Linked DNA regions of Sus scrofa: region 1 is linked to region 2. Evidence: chromatin contacts called from public promoter capture Hi-C data. All regions are on one chromosome and are shown on one strand. Each heading gives the region's core, a stretch centred on a gene start, on an enhancer-like site or on the middle of the called end of the contact. The rest is flanking DNA. Distances are from core to core; before and after follow the strand shown.

What was found. Promoter capture Hi-C pulls out the DNA fragments that hold promoters and counts their contacts.
Region 1: a promoter capture Hi-C map of liver shows a contact between it and region 2, with 8 times the contacts expected there. The contact joins the promoter of LOC100626199 here to the promoter of PRIM1 in region 2. A contact is called at or near these places in 1 of 5 promoter capture datasets (liver) and 1 of 47 Hi-C or Micro-C datasets (skeletal muscle).

What each region holds. Positions count from the first base shown.
Region 1 is chr5:22,292,252-22,296,745 of Sscrofa11.1, forward strand. It overlaps LOC100626199 (retinol dehydrogenase 16), which reads right to left and starts at 1,694. Exons shown (of 5, transcript XM_021091810.1): 1 at 1-1,694.
Region 2 is chr5:22,087,978-22,092,186 of Sscrofa11.1, forward strand. It overlaps PRIM1 (primase (DNA) subunit 1), which reads right to left and starts at 1,464. Exons shown (of 13, transcript NM_001243669.1): 1 at 1,282-1,464; 2 at 411-568. The coding sequence starts at 1,384. LOC100620470 (17-beta-hydroxysteroid dehydrogenase type 6) reads left to right here and starts at 1,519. Exons shown (of 6, transcript XM_003355459.4): 1 at 1,519-1,641.

The DNA.
Region 1 (4,494 bases), core at 444-2,943, 200 kb after region 2:
GAGGGAGCTGCCCCCCCAGGGAGGCTCCAGAAGGGACTGGAGACAGGGGCTGTCACAGGGAGGGGAGGATGCCAGGCGCTCAAGGGGCTGGAACCATCAGGGGCCCTGAGCTGCGAGCGGGGCAGGGACATCAGGAGCCAGGTGCTCGGCGCTGGCCAGCGCCTCCCTGTCCACACGTCTCACAGCTCCCACCTCCCACCGCCGAGGCAGCTCAGGCCAGAGGCCCTGGCAGCGAAGGAAGGAGAGGCTGCCCCGAGGAACCAGAGGCTCAAGTGCCCCTGGAACCGCCCCCCCCTCCCCCAGCAGCCGGAAAACACAGAGCCGGGCACAGACTCGGCCTCTCCTTGGAACTGTCACCTGCAGGAGCTCACTGTGGTCCTGAGAGTCTTTGTCCCTCAACGTGGCAGGTGGCCGCAGCAATCGAGAGCCTGGTCCTGCAGAAGCCAGCCCGTCCCTGCCTCCTGGGGCTCGACCGGGACCCTCCCACAAGGGCTTCCACAGGGGGAGGAGGAAGAAGCCAAGGATGAAGGATGGTGCCCTGGACACTGTCGGGAAGCCAGGGGACATGCACATCCTGGGCAAACACAACCCCTGCTGACACATGAGGTCGCGGTTTCTTTACTCAGAGAAACAGACCTTTTGCTGCTCCGAGACCACTAAGCCTGCAGCCATAACATCCCAAGGAGCCTTGCAGCACAACGTCCCAGCCCTCAGGCCACCGGCTTCCTCCTCCTGAATCCTGACCTTAGAGTGAGGCTCGCGGGGCTCTCAGGGGTTTCAAACCGCATTCCAGGTGGGAACCAGCTTCCCGGGAAGGGAAGGTCGGGAGAGTCAGTAAGAGAGCAAAGCGGCCTGAGGCGACACTCACTCACCTGGGAGCTGCAAGGGCCTGAAGGAGACGTTCCGGGGAGGCGACCCTGTCAGGGAGACTCACTGACAAGAGTCCCCACAGGGACGTCCTGGGCGGGCAGCTCCCCCAGATTCCAGGCAGCACCTGTGAGCCTCAGGCGGGCTGCTCAGGACGCGTGCGCCCTCTGCTGGCGCCCCGCAGCGTCTCAGCGGGACCACTGTCAAGAGGGCATCCCACACCCACTCCTTCCATCTTGCCAGCCTGGAATGGGTCCTCTGACAGGGGGACCCGAAGGCAACAGGGGAGCAGCTACCAGGGGAGGAGGCGGCACTAACTGTGCACGCTTGTTTCCAGCCCGAGAGATATGCAGCCCTCCTACCTGGAGCGAGGTCCCAAAATGTACAGAAAAACGCTGCCTTCAGGTGCTGGCTGACTGTCTGGGGCTTGCAGGGTGTGAGAGCTGCAGTGGGGACTCACCCACCCTGTTCTCAGAAAGGACCAGGACACGCAACGGAAGCAGTGAGTGGAAAAACGTCCTTAGAGCAGCTGCATGCGGCCCCTTGGCATGGGTTCCAGCCCTGCACGTGTCCTTCAGACCAGAGATGGCTCTCTCCCCAAGGCAGGAAGCCTGGAGCAGGAGGAAGGGGGCTCTGCTGGGGGCCTGGGGGGAGGACTTGGGCTGGTTTGCAGGCCCTTCTTTTCTTTGCTGTGCACTTCTTGTTCTGCCTTGTCTGAGCTGGGGACCTTGAGTCACAGTCCACACTGTGCTCAGTGGACACTATCTCAGTGCAGCCCTGACCCTGTAGGATCAGTGAGGTGTCCAGGGCCTTGGAACCTCCCAGTTCTTGACATTTGGGAGAGGATTCCTGGGTGTGCGTCCAAACCTTCAAAACACATACCACCAAGTTATAAAGTGAATAATTGATGCTTTGATTTCAGTTTGTATACTATGTCTGGGGCTTCCTCTGTGTCTCTCTGTTTTTACATGTGTGTGTGCGCCTGTTTGTGTGTGTGTGTGTGTGTGTGTGTGTGTGCACGTGTATATAGTAATTTAAAAATCTGGAGTCATCAGATTAACCGTGAAGCTCTAGCATGCATCTGAGTGCGTAAATGTCTCAACTGGCATTTTAACGGTAAAATAATCATTGGAAATTTTGACCAATAGAATAATCAATTGAAGATGCCTGCCCACAGCCCTGGGTGCCCAGCTACACTGCCCTCTGTATGCCCATCTGTGCCGAGGTCCTGCCTTGCCCTGCACCACACCCAGAAACCAGACCACTCAGATGCTGAGGGAAGATGGGCACAAAAGACTGGTTTGGACTGTGATAAAAGTTAATGGGAAATCCAAGTCCCCCAAGCAGGGAGGGCTGGGAAACCCAATCCCTGGGAAAAGGGGGGAGTTGAGTTTGTATCAGGGTGAAGAGGGGGAGGACAAGGGAGCTGCCCCCCGGGAGGCTCAAGAAGGGACTAGAGACTGGTCCCCAGAAAAGCTCTGTATGGAGGGCTTTCACAGGGAGGGGAGGATCCCAGTCTCTAGAGGGATTAGAACAGAGCTGGTGAGCAGTGCACCTCCTACATGGCACCCCTGTGGCCTCTGATGGACTGGTCTCCAGCCCTGTTCAAGTTACCAACGGGACCTGCTTCTCCCACCCCAGGAAGGAGACCAGAGAGTGGGGTGAGATATGCTGTGGCTCTGAGTGTCTTTGAAGAGAAGGACCTCTTTGTCGGTGGGGCTCATGAGTTTTAGCCGCAGGTGGAGCCCTACAGGAAGAATCAGCGGTTTGTGTCTTTCAGTAAGTGCTAGCAGAAACTAGAGTCCTAATCACTCCAGTTTTCCCTGATCCTCTGCAGAGGACTTCTGGAGGTGGGGCCAAACCCCTTGAACACCTTTCCCCATGGGGCTACAAACTGACTCAATAATCATATTTGTGGGGAATGAAATGATAGAAATCCAGAAACTGCAGGTTAAGTCTGAAGCAATGGTTTCTTGTTAATAAAGCAACACTCAAGACTGTGCTGAGCACTAGTGAACTGCTGACTCACAGCCCCTGGAGGGAGAAGGCTGAGTCTTATCACTTTGTATTTCCAGGACTGGGCAGTGCCTCGCATCTGACAGAGATGAATGGGTGTCCACTGCAACAACCTGCTCCACATCCTTTTTCACTTGCATTTCTTACATTGTCTGACAAGATGAAATTCCCCAAAGCCCCCATCTCCCTCATCTTTATAATGAGGTGGTGGAATAAGGATGACTTCAGTGAGTCCCCTGAACTCCAGCTCTCTAGGAGTCTAAGAATCCGTATGCTGTCATCAAAAGGGTGAAAATCTGGAGTTCCCATTGTGGCTCAGTGGGTTAAGAACCCAACTATTGTTCAGAGGACACAGGTTCGATCCATGGCCTTGCTCAGTGGGTTAAGGATCCGGAGCTGCCATGAGCTGCAGTGTAGATCAAAGACGTGGCTTGGATCCTATGTTGCTGTGGGATCCTGTGTTGCTGTGGCTGTGGTGTAGGCCAGCAGCAGTAGCTCCAATTCAATCCCTAACCTGAGAACCTCCATATGCCATGGGTGCAGCCCTAAAAAGACAAAAGAAAAAAAAAGGAGGAAACCTTAGGAAGCTGGGGCCTCAGGAAGCACTGGAAAATTCAAGGGAGATTTCTGTCTTGTACGCATTAGGTGCTTAACACACATCAGTAAAAATGGCATAAATCTGGAATCAGCAAGAAACAGCACATCTATGGAGACCCCAGGGGAGGTGCTTCAGGTCAGAAGGTGGGGGAATTTGAAGGAGAGGCGGGAGGGGAGGGAGGGGAGGGACAGCAAAGTGAAGGGGGAAGAGCTGAGGAATTATGAGAGGCTTATGGATGGCGCCAACTCCCCTGGGGAAGGGTAACCCGGGGCGCTTCCAGTCTCAGTCTCTCTCTCCAAGCCTCCTCTTCCTTAGACTAGCACGCACACCCACCCACACTCTCTCAGGAAGGTGAGGGAGAGTGAGGGGGTTTCACCCTCACTCAAGAAATTTCCCAGAATTCCCAGGGCTGAGTCCCTGAAGCCCTACCCTACTTTTTGGTCCCGGCCTGTGTCCATGAGAAACATTCTAGGGTCGTCATTTTTTTTTTTTTTTTTTTTGTCTTTTTGCCATTTCTTGGGCCACTCCCACGGCATATGGAGGTTCCCAGGCTAGGGGTGGAATTGGAGCTGTAGCCACTGGCCTATGCCAGAGCCACAGCAACGCGGGATCTGAGCCGTGTCTGCAACCTACACCACAGCTCACGGCAACGCCGGATCGTTAACCCACTGAGCAAGGGCAGGGATCGAACCCTCAACCTCATGGTTCCTAGTCGGATTTGTTAGCCACTGCACCACGACGGGAACTCCTAGGGTCATCATTTTTAATCTTTGGGACATCGTGGACCACACTGAGCATCCAAGGAAGGCTTGGAGGCCCATAAAAATGACCTAATACAATAGACAGGATTTTTTTTTTTTTTTTTTTTTGCTTTTTAGGGCTGCACCCATGGCATAGGCAAGTTCCCAGGCTTGGGGCCAAATCGGAGCCACAGCTGCCACCCTGCACCACAGCCACAGCCACACCAGATCTGAGTGGTATCTGAAACCTACACCACGGCTCACGGCAACACC
Region 2 (4,209 bases), core at 214-2,713:
TCTTTTTGCCTTTTCTGGGGCCCGCTGTAGAGATGTAGAGATTCCCAGGCTAGGGGTCAAATTGGAGCTGTAGCCGCGGCCTACGCCAGAGCCACAGCAACGTGGGATCCCAGACTCGACTGCAATCTACACCACAGCTCATGGCAGCGCCAGATCCTTAACCTGCAGAGCAAGGCCAGGGATCAAACCTGCAACTTCATGATTCCTAGTCGGATTCATTTCTGCTGCGCCACAACGGGAACTCCCATCAAAGAACAAATTTTATTTTCACTACAATCTACTTGCAAAAACTGTTAAAGTGTGGCTCCTTAATTAGAATAAACTCTAAAAATGTATCTCAAAACGCTAGGGGCACCAATCCATTCTTGGTTTAAAAAAACAATAAACTACATAAAAAACTGATTTCTTACTCTGTGGGAATATACCGCGCCTATATCAATCTTGTATGGATTCATTTTCTGCATCTCCTTTTCCAGCTCACTCTGGTTGTTGAAAGATTGGTAGCGAATGTAAATGTCATCTTTCAACGTGAATGAAAATTCACGGTGTTGAAAGTAATTCTTTACCACTGCAAAATGAACATACATTTTAAAAGTTAGTATGGTATTTTATCCAGTTCAGAGTATTAAAACATTAACCAACAAGAAGATATCTTTCACGAACCCTCTGTACTCAACACTGTGCTACATTAAAACAAAAACCAAAACCAAGAACTAGTCCCTAATTTGAAGGAGTTCACCATCCTGCATTTAATAGGGAAAGGTAAAAATGAGGAAAAAGATGCAGAAATATTTTCATGTAGTACCACCTCTCTTTCCTAGGTGGGCACTCAAATTCAGCTGGGAAGAGTTAAGTACCTCTCCTCTTTCAGGAGATGCCCGTCTGTCCCTGATGCAGATTATGTCTCTGCAGCTTCTTGCTACAACCCAGTGGACTCCCTTGCTCCCCGCCACCTCCGCCACCTTCGCTCAGGAACCGAGAAGATTAACACTGCATCAGAGCAGGTAAACGCTGCAACGAAAGTGAGTTCAAACACAAAGTGGGAGGAGCAAAGGCTCTGTCTTTCAGTGCGTGGTGTAGACTGGTCATTACATCCCACTCTAGGCCCATTTACACCTCGGCAGTGGTGGGGAGGGCTCAAGGCAACGCACAAAGGCGCCCGACACAAGGCCTGGAACATGGAAGGCACTTCATATTGTCATTCCAAGGTACCCTCCCAGAACCTCCTCACACTCCCCCCCCACCCCGAGCCATTTCCCACCCCGCTCCCGCCTTCATCACCTCCGCCATAGTTCAGCCAGCGATAGTACTGGGCGTAGGGAAAGAGCCTCCGGTAATAAAGCTTAAGCAGCTCGGGCAGCTCGGTAGGGTCAAACGTCTCCATGAAACGCAGAACTCAACCCAGGCAGGATTAGCACGAGAATTGGCGGGAACCGCACAGTCGAGCTTCCGCAACTGCGCAGGCGCGTAGTGGCAGCGGCCAGCCATCTGCAGGGGCTGTTGGGAATTGTAGTTCTCTTTTGGAGGTTGGCTTGGGTGTGGGAGCGCTACTACGGTCTTCACTCACAGATTTAACATGTAGGTCCACTTCTCTGGTGGGTAGAAGGAAGCCGTGCTCATTGCAGGGAGATCTGCGGAAAGGTGAGCCATGGAACATATTAAGGTTATTAAGATGAAGTGAAAAAGATGTTATCTGCTAACTTTATGACTGTTTTAGAAACAACACATTTAAACAATGTTAACCAGTATCTTTTTAAAGAGGGTTTGGAAATTGGTTCTTCATAGAATAACTAGGTCCAGTATGTGGAAATAAATGATGACCAACCAAATAAGAAAAGCAAAAGCTATTCATTCAAGAGCTTGCCATGTATAGAGTCAGCCACATCACATTACATTTTGGCAAAGGCTCAAACGCAGGCAGAGGAGGGGAGAAAGCTTTGGGGGGGCAGGTTTCACTCTTTTTCTAATGCAAAGCTATTTGTTATGGGGAAGCTGTCTGTGGGCTACCTCAGAGCGGGGTATCCTATGTGACCTATGTGATAGGTTAGGGGTGCATATTTGGCTTTCTGCGGTTGGTCCTAAATTGAGAGTGGGGACAAAAATTAGGGAAGCTGTCAGTTATTAATCAAGTACTGGCTATGTTGGATGGATTGTTATGTAGGGTATTTGGCTTCCTGGAATATCACTAGAGACTTTAGTTTGATTTCCTACAAGTCTGACTTAAAGCAGCCTGACTTCTTGGGCTATTTATTATATAGATAAGGGGGTTGGTTTCCTAGGTAGGCATTGGAGAGGTTGTGGGTCAGAGTTCTGTTTTTTTATATGGTCTGGTCATCGTTTGTTTCTACATTGTCGCTTAAACAGAACACCCAGGAATACTAAAATCAGAGGAAGCTTGCAAAATCATGGAGTGCTTTACAAATTTGAAAGAAGCCTGTTTACTCTTGACATGCACATCTGCCAGTCAGTCTTACCAGGTAGATACATTTCATTACAAATGTGGACTGAGGTGGGCAGTCTGATAATCACCCCAGTGCTGTGTCATTTGAAAACCATTATTTTCACAATAATAGTAGGAAAGCAAGGAGAGTATTCTCTGCTCTCTAGTGGGTTATTATTAGCCTAATTTGAAAGTGATCATGGCCCTTCATCTTGCATAGGCAAAGTGGTCAAACTAGGCACTGGGCAGATCATACTTACTTGAGTATTCCTAGAAATACTATATAAATCTTAGCTGATTTTCACAATCCCTGTGCTTCCTGTTTTGGGTGAATCCCTTGCTGGAAAGGGATTCACTCTAATAGCACCAAGAGTGCCCTGTAGAGTTCTCTTTTGTGGAACCACACTTTTTAATAGGCTTTTTTTTTTTTTTTTTTTTTTTGTCTTTTTTTTTGGTCTTTTTGGTCTTTGTTGTTGTTGTTGTTGCTATTTCTTGGGCCACTCCCGCGGCACATGGAGGTTCCCAGGCTAGGGGTTGAATCGAAGCTGCAGCCACCGGCCTACACCAGAGCCACAGCAACGCAGGATCCGAGCCGCGTCTGCAACCTACACCACAGCTCACGGCAACGCCGGATCGTCAACCCACTGAGCAAGGGCAGGGATCGAACCCGCAACCTCATGGTTCCTAGTCGGATTCGTTAACCACTGCGCCACGACGGGAACTCCTTTAATAGGCTTTTTAATGGAGGTTTCTCCGTTTCTTTAATGGAGATTCCTTATTGCTGCCTTTAGGAACTGACTTTTTTGGGCTATTTGAGAGTCTTCTATTTAAATTTCAGGACCACTAAAGGGGCATGCTTTAGGGCGTTAAGATTTAAGAGGAGAAAGCAAAGGAAGTTATATGCATTGAGTTCCTATGTATGCTTGATTTATTTAACATTAGTTTTTATCAGGCAAAAGGGTTTAATGATAGCTGACATTTAGATAGCATTTGCTATGTTGTCAAGGATGTATGTGATAGATACTAATATTATCCATATTTTACAGATGGGACATATGTAGAGAACTTAAGTAGTTTGTCCAGGGTCACAAAGTCTGTAGTGGGAGAGCCAGACATTCTGGTTCCAGTGCAATTAACTGCTAAGCTTCATGTTCTCTGTCTACAAGGGGTTGTTGTGAGGGTTAAATGAGAGGTTAAGAGGTGCCTGGCACAACTCATAGCTCAGAACCACTCAATGTGAGAAAGCTATTATTTTGTGAAAGTGCTTCAGTACAGAGGCTTTTATCCCAAGGGTCACTGGGAGGCAGTATTGGCATTCGGTTTGTACTTTCATTCTCATAGGTGCAAAACCCCTTTGTCCTTCAAACCCTACAGTATCTACCATTCTCTTTAACATTTGCTACTTACATCTACTGTCAGCCTTTTTGGGTAATGTCAGCCCTAGGTCTCTCTCCCCAAGTTCTTTGCAGGCTTGGACACCTACCTCATGGACTCCAGTCCAACTCCTATTGTTATTCTGAATATTTTTTCCATATAAAAGGATTATCTCTTTGGGAAAGATATGATTCATTCTGTCATTCTTTAACTTATTCATTTATTACATGAACATTTAATGAAAATATGCATTTTGGGCATTTAGCTAGGCTCTGGGGAGAAAAAAATTAATGACATGGTCTCTGATCCCTCCCCCTCCCCCAAAATACCATGAGCAACCTTTATGTCAATAAATTTGAAAAATAAAAAAACCCTTCAACTTTGATTTATGGATG